2 separate regions of the Sus scrofa genome follow, and region 1 is linked to region 2. A link is a contact called in public promoter capture Hi-C data. All regions are on one chromosome and are shown on one strand. Each heading gives the region's core, a stretch centred on a gene start, on an enhancer-like site or on the middle of the called end of the contact. The rest is flanking DNA. Distances are from core to core; before and after follow the strand shown. Region 1 holds the start of ZNRF2 (E3 ubiquitin-protein ligase ZNRF2). Region 2 holds the start of GARS (glycine--tRNA ligase).

What was found. Promoter capture Hi-C pulls out the DNA fragments that hold promoters and counts their contacts.
Region 1: a contact with region 2 is called in a promoter capture Hi-C map of liver, with 4 times the contacts expected there. The contact joins the promoter of ZNRF2 here to the promoter of GARS in region 2. A contact is called at or near these places in 2 of 5 promoter capture datasets (fetal liver and liver), 4 of 47 Hi-C or Micro-C datasets (embryonic fibroblasts, epiblast stem cells, fetal skeletal muscle and 1 more) and 2 of 2 datasets of contacts at active chromatin or transcription factors (alveolar macrophages and skeletal muscle).

What each region holds. Positions count from the first base shown.
Region 1 is chr18:42,650,069-42,656,386 of Sscrofa11.1, forward strand. It overlaps ZNRF2 (E3 ubiquitin-protein ligase ZNRF2), which reads right to left and starts at 1,846. Exons shown (of 6, transcript XR_002340314.1): 1 at 1,274-1,846.
Region 2 is chr18:42,349,379-42,355,604 of Sscrofa11.1, forward strand. GARS (glycine--tRNA ligase) reads right to left here and starts at 2,823. Exons shown (of 17, transcript XM_003134806.6): 1 at 2,434-2,823. The coding sequence starts at 2,664.

The DNA of each region.
Region 1 (6,318 bases), core at 596-3,095, 300 kb after region 2:
GTAAGGTAATTAAAGAGTTGTATATTTTGAACATGTAAAGCAGTACTAAAAAGATGGAAAAACTAAATGTCATTCCCATGTTTAATTTATGCTAACGTGAATGTTGATAACACAGAACATTATTGAACATTCCACTCCACCAACTACCTACTCACATTTCTCACATTTATAAACAAGAGTAAAAGAGGCACAAAAATGGTGAAGACGGTATTTTCACGATTCATCTGGGCTCAACTGTGAATGTAAGTAGTATTATTATGATGCATAATGCAATCAATGATACGGAAATGTTTTTCATCTATAGTTCTCATTCCTAACCAGATTTGACTTCTTTTCATGAAACAGGAAGGGAGAGTGTCTTTAATTCATTTAGCATTACCCATACTGACAAAAAGGAGATCACCATAAAACACCACTGAAGAGGTGGAATTCACTTTCCTCAGATCAGGTGCACCCTTCTTCCTGTTTGCTACTGAAATTTCCACTTTGCACAAGTGTCTTTCCCTGAACTTCACTGAACATCGCTTTTCAAAAGCAACTAGGCTTTTACTGCATCTTGTAGGCAGAGTTGTGATAATGACTAGTTTCTCTCCTTAAGAAACTGTTCTCAATTTCTTTTCAGCAGGACGCACACGAACCATTACCCAAGGTAACACTTTACCGGGGTTAAAAATATACTTTTCATTAACACATTCAGCCAATTAAAGTGTACGCAGTAGGTGGGACTATTTACACAGACATAAGAATTATAGTTGTATATTAACAGTCACTCCAAAGGCAGTAACTCCCTTCTTTTTCAAATACTCTTCTGTTCATTTGAGACCCCTTTGGCTTTCGGCCTTTAAAAACTGCTCGCCACTCGAGTCCCCAGTTAGAACTACATTTAGCAACGGGTCTTCTCCTGACTTCCTGCTACTAAAAACCACAAGCACCAGGGCTGTTGCGTCGGTTTGTTTTTAAAACAGCACTCGCTCCCTTCACCTCCGGGGGTAAACAAGGGCTTACTGTACCGGGGAGCCGCGTTGAGGTGAAGGTGCACGCGGTGTTTAAAAACCAAACGCCAGGGTCGCGCGGTAGCGGTGCTGCAGGGGCGAAGGGGCGATCTCCCGCCCCCCACCCCCGCTCCCAGGAGGGGTGACCAGACCCGGCCGGGCCGCGAGGCGATCCGCCTGCGCTCAGGCTGGAGGAGGGAAGGAGAAGGGTAAAAATAAGCGCAGCCGCGGCCCACGTGCCGCCTGCGGGAGCCGGGAGCCAAGGAGGGAAGGGGCCGTACCTCCAAACATGTGCGGCGAGAGGTGAGCTGGTAAAGAGCCGATCACCAGGCGCGGCCCGCCGGGGCCCCCGCCCGCCGGCCGGTCCCTGCCGCCGCCGCTGCCGCCGCCGCCGCCGTCCTCCGGGCTGCTGTGAACCGAGTCCTGCGAGCCGTACGGGCCGCTGCTGCTATTGGGGATGCTGAAGGTGGACTGCGCCGCGCGGGCCCCCGACGCCACGGTTCCCACCGCCCCGCCGAGGGAGCGGCTGCGCGGGGCCGCCGAGGCCGCCGCGGCGCCGCCGGAGGCGCTAGGCTGGTGCGCGCCGGGCACCTGAGCCGGCAATCTCCCGGCGGCCGCGGCCCGCGCCCCGCTGCCTGCGGTCCCGTTGGCCCCTCCGCTGCTGCTGCTGCTGGAAGGTAAATCCGAGCCCGAGTACGCACGGGTGCGGCCGTTAGCAGCGGCCGGGCCGCTCTGCTTGGCTCCCATGTCCGCCCTGCCCCGGGCCGGGCCCGCGCGCGGCGCCCGGAGCGCCGGGAGGGCGGGAGCGAGCGCGGGAGCGAAAGGGGAGGGCCGAGGCGCCGGGGCCGGCGCAGAGAGAAGTCCGCACGTCCAGGGCCGCCGCCCCGCGCCCCGAGGGGCGGTCGCGCCCGGCGCGCTCTCCTCGGGGGCGGCGAGCAAGACTGGCTGCTTGACGGGGGGCGCGGGAGACGAGAAGAGGCGGAGATGAAGCAGGTCTCGGCTCCCGCGGGCGCCGCTCCCGGGCTGCTGGCGGGAGCGGCGGCTCAGGTGGCTGCGCGGCTGCAGCTGGTTTCGGTTCTGGGGCGCCGAGACGAGCCGCTGCCGCTCTCTGCTGCCTCCGCGCTCTGCGCCCGGGGCCTCGGCACCGCCTCCTCCCGGGCGGCCGCCGCTATCGCCGCCATCCTCCTGTTCCCACGGCGGCTCGCGGCTGAGTGGGAGGCGCCCGCCCAGACTCCGCTGGGGCCACCTTCCCTCCTCCCCCAGCCACCCAGCTGTTACTAACCGAGAAGGAGGAAAAACGGGTGGCGCGTGAGGACAGGACGCAGAAGGGGAGGGGGGCGGCGCGCGCCTCCCGGCAACCGTCACCGCGCTCCCCCTAGAAGGAGGGGCGGGAGGGGAGGGTCTGGGCCTCGAAGGTTGCGGTGCCCAGGAGGGTAGAGGAGGCGGTTCTCCGGCCCTCGCACCGGAAGGCGAAGGCGCAGCACGGCTCCACGGTGCGCCGGGACCCGTGTATTTGGGTCGTACGCGGTGACCCCGCCCCCGCCCCCTGGTGCCGCCTGTCGGATTGGCTCCCGCCAGCCGGACCCCGCCCCCGCCGGCCGCGGCCTTCCCGCTCGGGCCCCATCTCGCCTAGGTGCCTTGGTGTGGTAGGTGCTGCCACAGCGGATTCGGTGATAGACAGGTTTCTGGCCCCGCCCTCCCGCACAGGGCGCGCCCCCTCCTTCACCGAAGGGCCTGCTCTGATTGGCGGCAAGGTGCCAGCTGGAGGGCGGTGCCTCCTCCCGCACGTGGACCTCGGACGCTGGACCGGACTTTGTGTCTACTTCACCTTTGTCCAACTGGGACTGGGAATCCTCTGTCTTGAAAAGCCGTTCAGTTTGGGTGGGTGTTAGGCTCTTCCTTGGTGTTGCTCTGAGTGTGCCTTTTAAATAGAAGTTCACCAATGCTTGTGGTAAAAGACTGAAAACAGCGAAAACAAAACAAAGAACCGTGGAGGCAGAAGCCAACTTGATCTGAATAAGATCTGTCCCGTTAAACACTCCCAGTGTGGAGAAGGCACGGAGTTGGAAGAATTAAGGATAATCCAGCCTGATCTTCACTGGTAGGGCAAAAACAGTGGCGCAGAGAAAGCTGCACGCGATTCAGGATACCTCAGATCTGGGTATAGGAACAAAACTCCATTACATGTAATAAATTATTTTACCTTTTTGAACCTTAGTTCCCTTACGTGAGATGTTTGTATCAAATCCCTAGGGCATCTGCAGCGTTAAAATCCTAATGTTTCTCTAAAGTGGCAGTAAAATTCTCCCTCTGTTCCTCAATGTGATGTGGTATTGGGGTGGCAAAGCATGGTCTGTAGACAGCCAGTGGACAGCCTGCTCTGACCCACCCACTTTTAAAATGTCTGAGGTGTCCTCTATGTGAAAATAATAGCAACTGGTATTTTTTCACAAACTGCAGAAATAAATACTTTGTCTTTTTTCTGTATTTATAATGAGTCATTTATGTAATGATTTTTATCATTCTTCGAAGTATGAGAATCAAGTTTCTACACAAGTGAAGAATATATAGGTATCTATGTATTGTGTGTGTTATGCAAAGCTACTCAATTCAAATCTAAAATTCTTCCATCTTGTGTATGATCTGAAGTGTGCATTGAACGGCCAGTGTGGCTACCAGAATAACAAGCTTAATTTTTTTTTTTTGGTGGTGCCCATGGCATGCACAAGTTCCTGGGCCAGGGATCGAACCTACACCACAGGGGAACCCACAAGTTCTAAGATAAGACGGTATTTGGTGATTTGATCTGATTTAACTTTTATTGAATAGGCCTTTAGTATAAAACTCTGGCTCAGCAGGAATTTGTTATCAATACGGTAAGAACTTACTGTTAATACAGAAAAGTAACAAACTTATGACTTTTAAAAAGGAGTAAAAGGCTTTTGCAAGTTTCTGAGGAGCTAACAACCGATAAAGACTTTCACATTCACCAATATACATTTTATCATGTATAAAATTTTATATATCATTATACATTATGCATTTTGAAAGGTTTATGGTTATCTCTATAATATGGAGCAAAGCCATTAAATGGGAAGATTTAACTCTCTGACTCTGACTTGTATCCAGATTTAATTATATTTTGCTTTACATCCAAACGTATTTTTAAATCGCTTCTTTTTTTAAGGCTGCACCTGTGGCATAGGGAAGTTGTCAGGCTAGGGATCAAACAGCCACAGCAATACCGGATCTGAGCTGCATCTGCGACTGCAGCTTGTGGCAACGCTGGATCCTTAACCTGCTGAGCAAGGCCAGGGATAGAACCCACATCCTCATGGACCCAATGTCAGGTTCTTAACCCACTGAGCGACAGTGAGAATTCTTTAAATCATTTTTATCCAGACATTAATTACATTTTAAAAGCATTCAACTTTTATTCCCACTCAGGAAAAAAAAAATTCCCTTATAGTGTCAGGTTTACAATATTCACACCTGTGGAAAGCAACATAATGCCTTTTCTATCAAAGGAAATCTTGGTTACTCCATTTTGTTCCAGTTTGGGCTGAAACGCCTTTCTACCCACCGCCCCCCCTTCCCTCTTCTCCCAGGAACAATTTGTTTCAAATTAGCCAACCGGGAAGGATGCGCGCCCTGACCTGACCAATGGGAAGGGGACAGGTAAAACACCTGCGTTAGAGATAAATAGGGGCGGGTTCTTTGTTCGGATCACGCTTTTTGGAGCACCCACGCCCTTCTGCAGAAGTAAAGAGCCTTGTCGGGATCGCCCTGTGTTCATGTGTCTCATTTTTCGACACTGACAATCCGAGCCATGTCCTCAACACACCTCACACCACGGTTGGAATTTTACATTTGTTTGATTATTTATGTCCATTTCTCACAAGACTATAAGTTCCCTGGAGGCATGGAAAACGTTTTTTGCTCAATGTTGCGATGCTTGGCACTCAGTAGCCTCTAGGTAAGTATTTGTTGAATAAATACTGAACATTGGACATAAGTGGATAAAAATCAGAGTTGTAATGATCATTCATTCAGCTCATAAATATGTGTTTTGTGTTGTTCAGTGCCAGGCCCAGCATCTTAGGCAGGCAGGCTGAGCCAGGCGGTAGAAATAAGCCCCCAAACCTCAGGGTCTTGATACAATGAAAGCACATTACAAGTTTAATTGGTACACCCTCTCATCTCACTCCAAACGTTTCCCTTGAGTGGCAATCCTGAGTGTCTCTTCTCCAGGTGGCGACTCAGGGATACAGGCTGGGAGTCCTTCACTCTATCCTATACACCAGCTAGCCAAAGGAAAGGGGTAAACTTTGGAAGAAGTTTTCGCCAAGCCTGGAAGAGTTCACATCCCTTCTGCACACTATCCATGTTGGCAGAGACCAACATGGTCTAACTACCTGCAAAAGGGTCAGAAAATGTGATTTTGTGGGTACCCAGGAAAAGAAGAAAATAGTTTTGGCAAGCACATGACACGCATGTCTTTGCCACACACAAGAATCACTGTCTGGCTGTCAAATATCTAAGCTAAATGTGAAATCTTTTTTTTTTTTTTTTTTTGTTTGTCTTTTGTCTTTTTGTCTTTTGTTGTTGTTGTTGCTATTTCTTGGGCCGCTCCCGCGGCATATGGAGGTTCCCAGGCTAGGGGTTGAATCGGAGCTGTAGCCACCGGCCTACGCCAGAGCCACAGCAACACGGGATCCGAGCCGCCTCTGCAACCTACACCACAGCTCACGGCAACGCCGGATCGTTAACCCACTGAGCAAGGGCAGGGACCGAACCCGCAACCTCATGGTTCCTAGTCGGATTCCTTAACCACTGCGCCACGACGGGAACTCCTAAATGTGAAATCTTAATAAAACATGTTACAATAGGAATTCCCTGGTGGATCAGCAGGTTAGGATCTGGCTTGGGTCACTGTGGCGTGGGTTTGATCCCTGGCCCAAGAACTTCCTATACCATAGGTGTGGCCCCCCAAAAAACCATTTTATAATAAAAATTAAGTTGTATGAAAATTTTCAAGTGACAGTTGTTATCAAGCCATCAAAATGTCGTAAAGAAAAAAATTTTTTTTGCCATCATGGATCAGCTGCGTTCCATCTGCTTTACATTGCGTTATCTAGAAACACCATCTCTCATAACTCTTCATTCAGCCATTTGGATCAGTGATCCTCAAACTATGGTGTCTAGATCAACAGTATCTGCATCATGTGGGAACTTGTCAGAAAGGCAGATTTTTCAGACGCCCCCACCCCAGAGCAACCAAATCAAAAAGTGCTTGACCAAGCCCTCAAAGGGATTCAGGGGCCTG
Region 2 (6,226 bases), core at 1,573-4,072:
TGAAATGAAAGGAGAAATCAGATAGTAGTTTGTTGATTGCAATTTTCTAAACACCCTTATTTGGCAAAATAAAGTCTGGCCGCCCTAAGCTAATTCCCCTTTTTTTCTAGGGCCACACTCGCAGCATATGGAAGTTCCCAAGCTAGGGGCTGAATCAGAGCTACCAGCTGCTGGCCTACACCACAGCTACAGCAATTCGGGATCCAAGTCATATCTTCAACCTATACCACAGCTTACCGCAACGCCAGATCCTTAACCCAATGAGTGAGGCCAGGGATTGAACCTGCATCCTCATGGATGCTAGTAGGATTCATTTCCAATGCACCAGGAAGGGAACTCCCCCCAACTGCTTTTTTTTTTTTTTTAACTCAGTTGCCCCCTAGTGTGCCCTTCATCAAACAACTAACAGTTTTCTAGATGCTGTAAGGCCCTCCTAACAAACCGCATAACCAAATTCTCCAGGAAATAACTAAGAATATGCCATGGGAAAATACACTTCAGTCAATCAACAAATCAAATCTTGAAAAAACAGCAGCAGAGCAGATTGGCAAATTTACATTAAATATATATTTATATGAAACACATGCCACTAACAAGACCAGTTGTTAACCACCTTAAAAATCCCACTCCAAGGATGTTTTCCACTTTACAGACTTCACAGTGGAATTATGCAAAATGGGTAGAGATGACAGTGCAGCTCACGAACCCATAAGCCAAAAGGGGGGGGGGGTAACTAGATGATCTCTAAACTCCCTTCCAGCTGACCCTGAAATCAGTGTCATTCAAAATTCTATTAACTGATATATGTGTGGTCCTGGAAAATTAGGAAAAAAAAAAAAAAAACCCACTAACTCACATATTCAGAAAATACCTTAAGTACAAAAAAACTAACAATCAAGCCAACAGAAACAATAGGCAAGACAGTAATAGCATTGGAAAGTTGTTCCATCATCAAAGTTTACTTCAGTTAACTAGTTCCACAATCTTACTATAGATGGGTAACTTGCACTGCAGTTCCAGGCTAACGTGGCAGAGGGAGGGGTTTGAGTACGTGTTTTTCCAAATTAGATGTATTCTCCCATCTAAAGTGAGGGATATGGGGGAGAAAAAGGTTGAGAGTTACAGAAAAGACAAAGGAACCACACCTAATTTTATTTGGGGAGGGTGGGTGGATGGAGACAGAGAATAAGCACTCATAGCGCTCTGATAACGAAGAATAAAGAAAAAATTAAGCCCCTAGTGAAATCTCAAAATAAAACTCTATTGAATCAGTCAGGCTCAAACTTGAGAGAAGTAGATAAAGTGGCAGAATTCGCCGAATTTGCGGCAGCTCTGCCCCAATGAATTATTTCGGAGAAGGTTCCTCCCTCCGTAGCTAAGGCAAGTTATTGCATCAGGCACCCGTGCAGGAGAAACCCGTTTGGCGTTTGCTACTAGTCATCGGATCCTCAGGGTCCTAATCTGAGCTTTTGGTTCTACCTGAATGGATATGAGAATCCCTTTGAAATAACCTTTCTCTGTCTTCTCTAAATTCTGATATCCATGCAGTGCCCTAGGAAAAGGAGGCCTGCATTAATCACAAGCCCTCCAGCCTATGAAACCTTCCTCCCTTCCTCCAAATTTCAAAATGTTCCATACGATGGATGGCTGACTTCACCGAGTAACTCAAGAACATTTACAGCTTCCCACGTTTACGATCTGAAAGCTCACCCACTCCAAATGACCCTTTCGGGACTCAGAAAAGATGAGAGGAGCGAAGAATGATGAACTTAACATTATTAGAAAAGAAAAAAGTTCAACACCTCCTCACATCCACGTTTCAACTATTTTTATGTCTTCAGCGGACCACAAGACTAACTAAGCACTGAATGAAGGAAGACACCAAGAAGAAAACACTATCCAAAGCATCCTGAAGATTAAAAAAGAAAGTCAGGCCGTAAGGAGAGCACCCGCAGCTCCGGCTGGTAATTGACCAGGCAAGAACTAGGCATCTCGCCATCCAGGGAGCACAAACATAGGAGGGACTGGAAAAGTGAAGTGGAGCTTATTGAGCCAGGGCAGGAGAAGAACCAAGGGGATCACAGATCCCAGTCTCACCGGAGAGGGAAGAAAGACCGGCAGGAACAAGGAAGAGAAAAGGAGAACAGATTGTGAGAGGAGGAACGCAGGAAGTCGAAGGGATCCGATGGAGACACCAAGGAGAGAGAAGGACAAGGGTCCACGGAAGGGAAGGTGGCCGACGCACGCGGGGACCCGGGTCCAAAGTAGGGTAGGCGAGGAAGATGCCAGGAAACCAAGGGCTTCCAGAGAACGAAGGAGAGGTGGAATCTAATCCGCGATGTGGACTGGTGCCCGGGGGAGAGAGAGAGGATGAGCAGGAGGGCACTAAAGGGAGGAGAGCGCGGGCTTAGGAAAGGTGCAGAATGCCGGTACCTGCTGGCGCACCGCTAGCCTGAGAGGTGCCAGCACCTCCTCAGTCCCGACGCCGTCCATGCTGCTCCGGGAGGCGGCGGCGGAGGCGGCGGGGGACGAGATCGGGGCGCGGGCGGGCTTGCTGATGTGCCGGCAGGGCAGGAGCGGCGGCTGGGCTGGGAGCCGGGGCGGTGGCGACAGCAGCAGCGCGGCGCGGGCGGCTCTTAGCAGCGCCGGGCGCAGAGAGGGCATGAGCCGGCAGCCCTGGGAGGTCTGGAGGGGGCGGCGGCGGAAGCGGTGCGCGCGGCCCGGCCCGGAGCATGATGAAATCGCCAAGTAAACGCCGCGGCGCGCGCGCAGCCGCACATTCCTCACCCCGCGACGCGGCGCTGGGTCGCCACCGGCTGATTCGACACAAAACCCGGAAGAACCCAGAATCCTTCAGAGCCCCGAGAGCGCTTGTTCCACCTCGGGCGCTGTGGCGGGAGACCGGGTTCCAGGTATACCCTCGGCGAAGAGATTTGCACAGTGTGTTGGTGGTATTTAGGGACGCAGCTCCCTCTGAAACTTGCAGACTGAAACTCGTGAGGAGCTTCGGAGCAAAGGCTTGTGTACGGGCACTGACACTCGGGCCGACCCGCGGGAGGACCCACTTAGTTTCTGTTCTTTTGCCCCCTGGTTTTTTGTGGGGTTTGTTGTTATTTTGTTGCAGCCTCGGCGTGTGGAAGTTGTTCCGGGCTAGGGATGAAACCCAAACCATAACTGCAGCGACCCAAGCCGCTGCCCACTCCCCGCCCCTTGGTTCTTAAAGGGTCATTAAACGATGAAATCAGATAAGGACTTAGACTGAGTGTTGCTCGAAGCTCGGGTGATCCTCAGGAAAGGAAGCAAGAGAAGTTAACGATTCGCCCACCTTCACCCATCCACGCCTTGCCAATGTCAAGACAAAACCTGGGGAAAGGGAAAGGAAGAATGACGGGCTTTTTGGAGATGTTGCTGACCAGCCTTTGCAGGGCGAATAGGATTTGAATCAGAAGAGATGAGGGCGGGCAAGAGACAAAGAGATGAGAAAAGGGTGGCAAACGATAATGTGCAGGGGAGTGGAGATGAGCATCCAGGTGCCTGGGGTTCCCTCTCCCTGGCCTTGCCTCGGCGGACCTGCCTCTTCTAGTTATGCCCCAGCTGATGGACGCTCCAGAGATGGCTTCCTCCCTCCCTCCTGCTCCAAGGGCAGGTTGACTGAAAAAACTGAATTCGCTTTCCACAGAGGGAATAGAAAAATAAGTCTGTGTGAACTGCAGAAATAGCAATGCACACACCCACCAGAATGCCTAAAATGAAAATGAGGGGAAATGCCAGGTGATGCTCTGGGACTCTCCCACGTGGCTTAAAGGATTGTGGGTTGGTGCAGCCACTTTCAGACAGTATCTCCTCAGACCAAGCATACACACCTTACCCGTGACCAACTGTTCTTCCCCAGGAGTGTACAGGAGTAGTCAGGCTCAGCAGAAGGAAGCCGCCTTTCCTAGAATTGTGAAAGTCCGTATTCTCCTCCTGTTCCAGTTTATGGTTCTGGAGAAGTACGCACAATTTAGCATAAGCAGAGCAGGTACAGAGGGATCTTCTGCAATATTAAACAATTTGCATTTTTTAAACTTTAATTTCAAGATTTGATATTTGTTAATCATAATTTTTATTTGCCTTTAAAGGTAATTGTTTTTAAAAGTATTGAAGTATAGCTGATATACAATATTATATGTTACCGGTATTCAAGATAGTCACCATTTTTGGAGGTTATGCTCCATTTATAGTTATAAAATACCAGCTATATTCCCTGTGTTGTACAGTATATCCCTGTAGCTTATTCTGTATGTAATAGTTGGTACCTCTTAATTCCCCTCCCTCTTCCCTCTCCCCTTGGTAACCTCGGGTTTGTTCTTTATATTTGTGAGTCTGTTTCTTTTTTTGTTATATTCACTAGTTTGCTTTATTTTTGGGGATTCCACATATAAGTGATATCATACAGTATCTGTCATTGTCGACTTATTTCACTTACCACAGTACCCTGTTGCTACAAGTGGCATGCATATTGCTGCAAGTGGCAAATTTTCATTATTTTTTATGGATGAGTTTTGTTCCCGTGTATATACGTTCCATATCTCCTTTATCCATTCATTTGTTGATGGACCCTTAGGTTGGTTTTTTATCTTGGCAATTATAGGTAATGCTGCCATGAACATTGGCGTGCATGTATCTTCTCAAATTAGTGTTTTTGCTTTTTTCAGAGATATACCCAGAAGTGGAATTGCTGGGTCATATTTTTAGTTTTTTGAGAAACCTCCATACTGTTTGCCACAGTGGAGGCACCAGTTTACATTCCCACCAGCAGTGTAAGAGGGTTCCATTTTCTCCACATCCTTGCCAACATTTGTTATTTGTATTCTTCTTGATGATAGCCATGCTGACAGGTGTGAGGTGATATTAGCAGTGTTAAGCATCTTTTCATGTGCCTGTTGGTTATCTGCATTTCCTCTTTGGAAAAATGCCTGTTCAGTTCTCGTGCCCATTTTTTTATTGAGTTGTTTGGTTTTGTGATGTTGACTTGTATGAGCTGTTTATATATGTTGGATATTAACCTCTTATCAGTCATATCATTTGCAAATATTTTCTCCCATTCAGTAGTTTTTGTTTTGTCAGTAGTTTCCTTTGTTGTGCAAAAGCTTTTCATTTTAATTGGGTCCCATGTGTTCATTTTTTGCTTTTATTTCCTTTGCTTTAGGAGACAGATCCCAAAAAATATTGCCCCTAAGTATGTCAGAGACTGTTCTGCTTATGTTTTCCTCTAAGAGTTTTATGGTTTCTGGTCTTACATTTTATACGTTTTGATTTTATTTTTGTATGTCATGTGAGGGAGTGTCCTAGTTTCATTTTTTTTAAATGCAATTATCCACTTTTCCCAGAAACACCTATTGAAGAGACTTTCTTTTCTCCATTGTATATTCTTGTCTCCTTTGTCATAGATTGATTGACCATGGATTTATTTCTGGGCTCTCTGTTCGGTTCCATTGATCTATGTGTCTGTTTTTCTGCCAGCCCCATGCTGTTTTGATCGCTGTAGCTTTATTTTTTTAATTTTATTGACGTATAAGCTGATTGACAATGTCGTGTTAATTTTTACTGTACAGCACAGTGATTCAGTTACATATTCTTTTGTATTATGTTTTATCATAGGATATTGAGAGAAATGTTGTTAATTTCCAAATATTTGGGGCTGTTAAATCTATGCTATTATTTTTATTACTGCTTTCTAGTTTAATTCTCATATTGTCTGGAGCAAACTTTTGAAATGTATTGACCTCAATCAGTTTTATGACCCAACATGTGGCATACCTAGGTGACGGTTCCATGACTTTAAAGGAATGTGCATCATGAAGTTGTTGTATGTAGTGTTTTATAAATGTCAGCTGGACAGGGTGGTTCATGGTGCTGTTCAGATCTAGATCATTAATTTTTTTCATCTAGTGCTTTTATCAGTAACGGAGAGGACGTTAAAATCTCTGTGCGAATTTGTCCATCTCTCCATTGAGTTCTGTCCTGTTTGCTTCCTGTATTTTGAATTTATTTGGCTTATACAATTTATAATCGTTATGCCTTCTTGCTTAATGACATTTTTGTTATTATGAAATGCTCATCTCTAAATATAGCTCTTATCTTTAAACCTATTTAGTCTCATATGAATATACAGCCATTCCAGCATTTTTATGACTGGTGCCAGTAGCCAATGAAGAGCTGAGTCCTACATAAACCAAGTGAG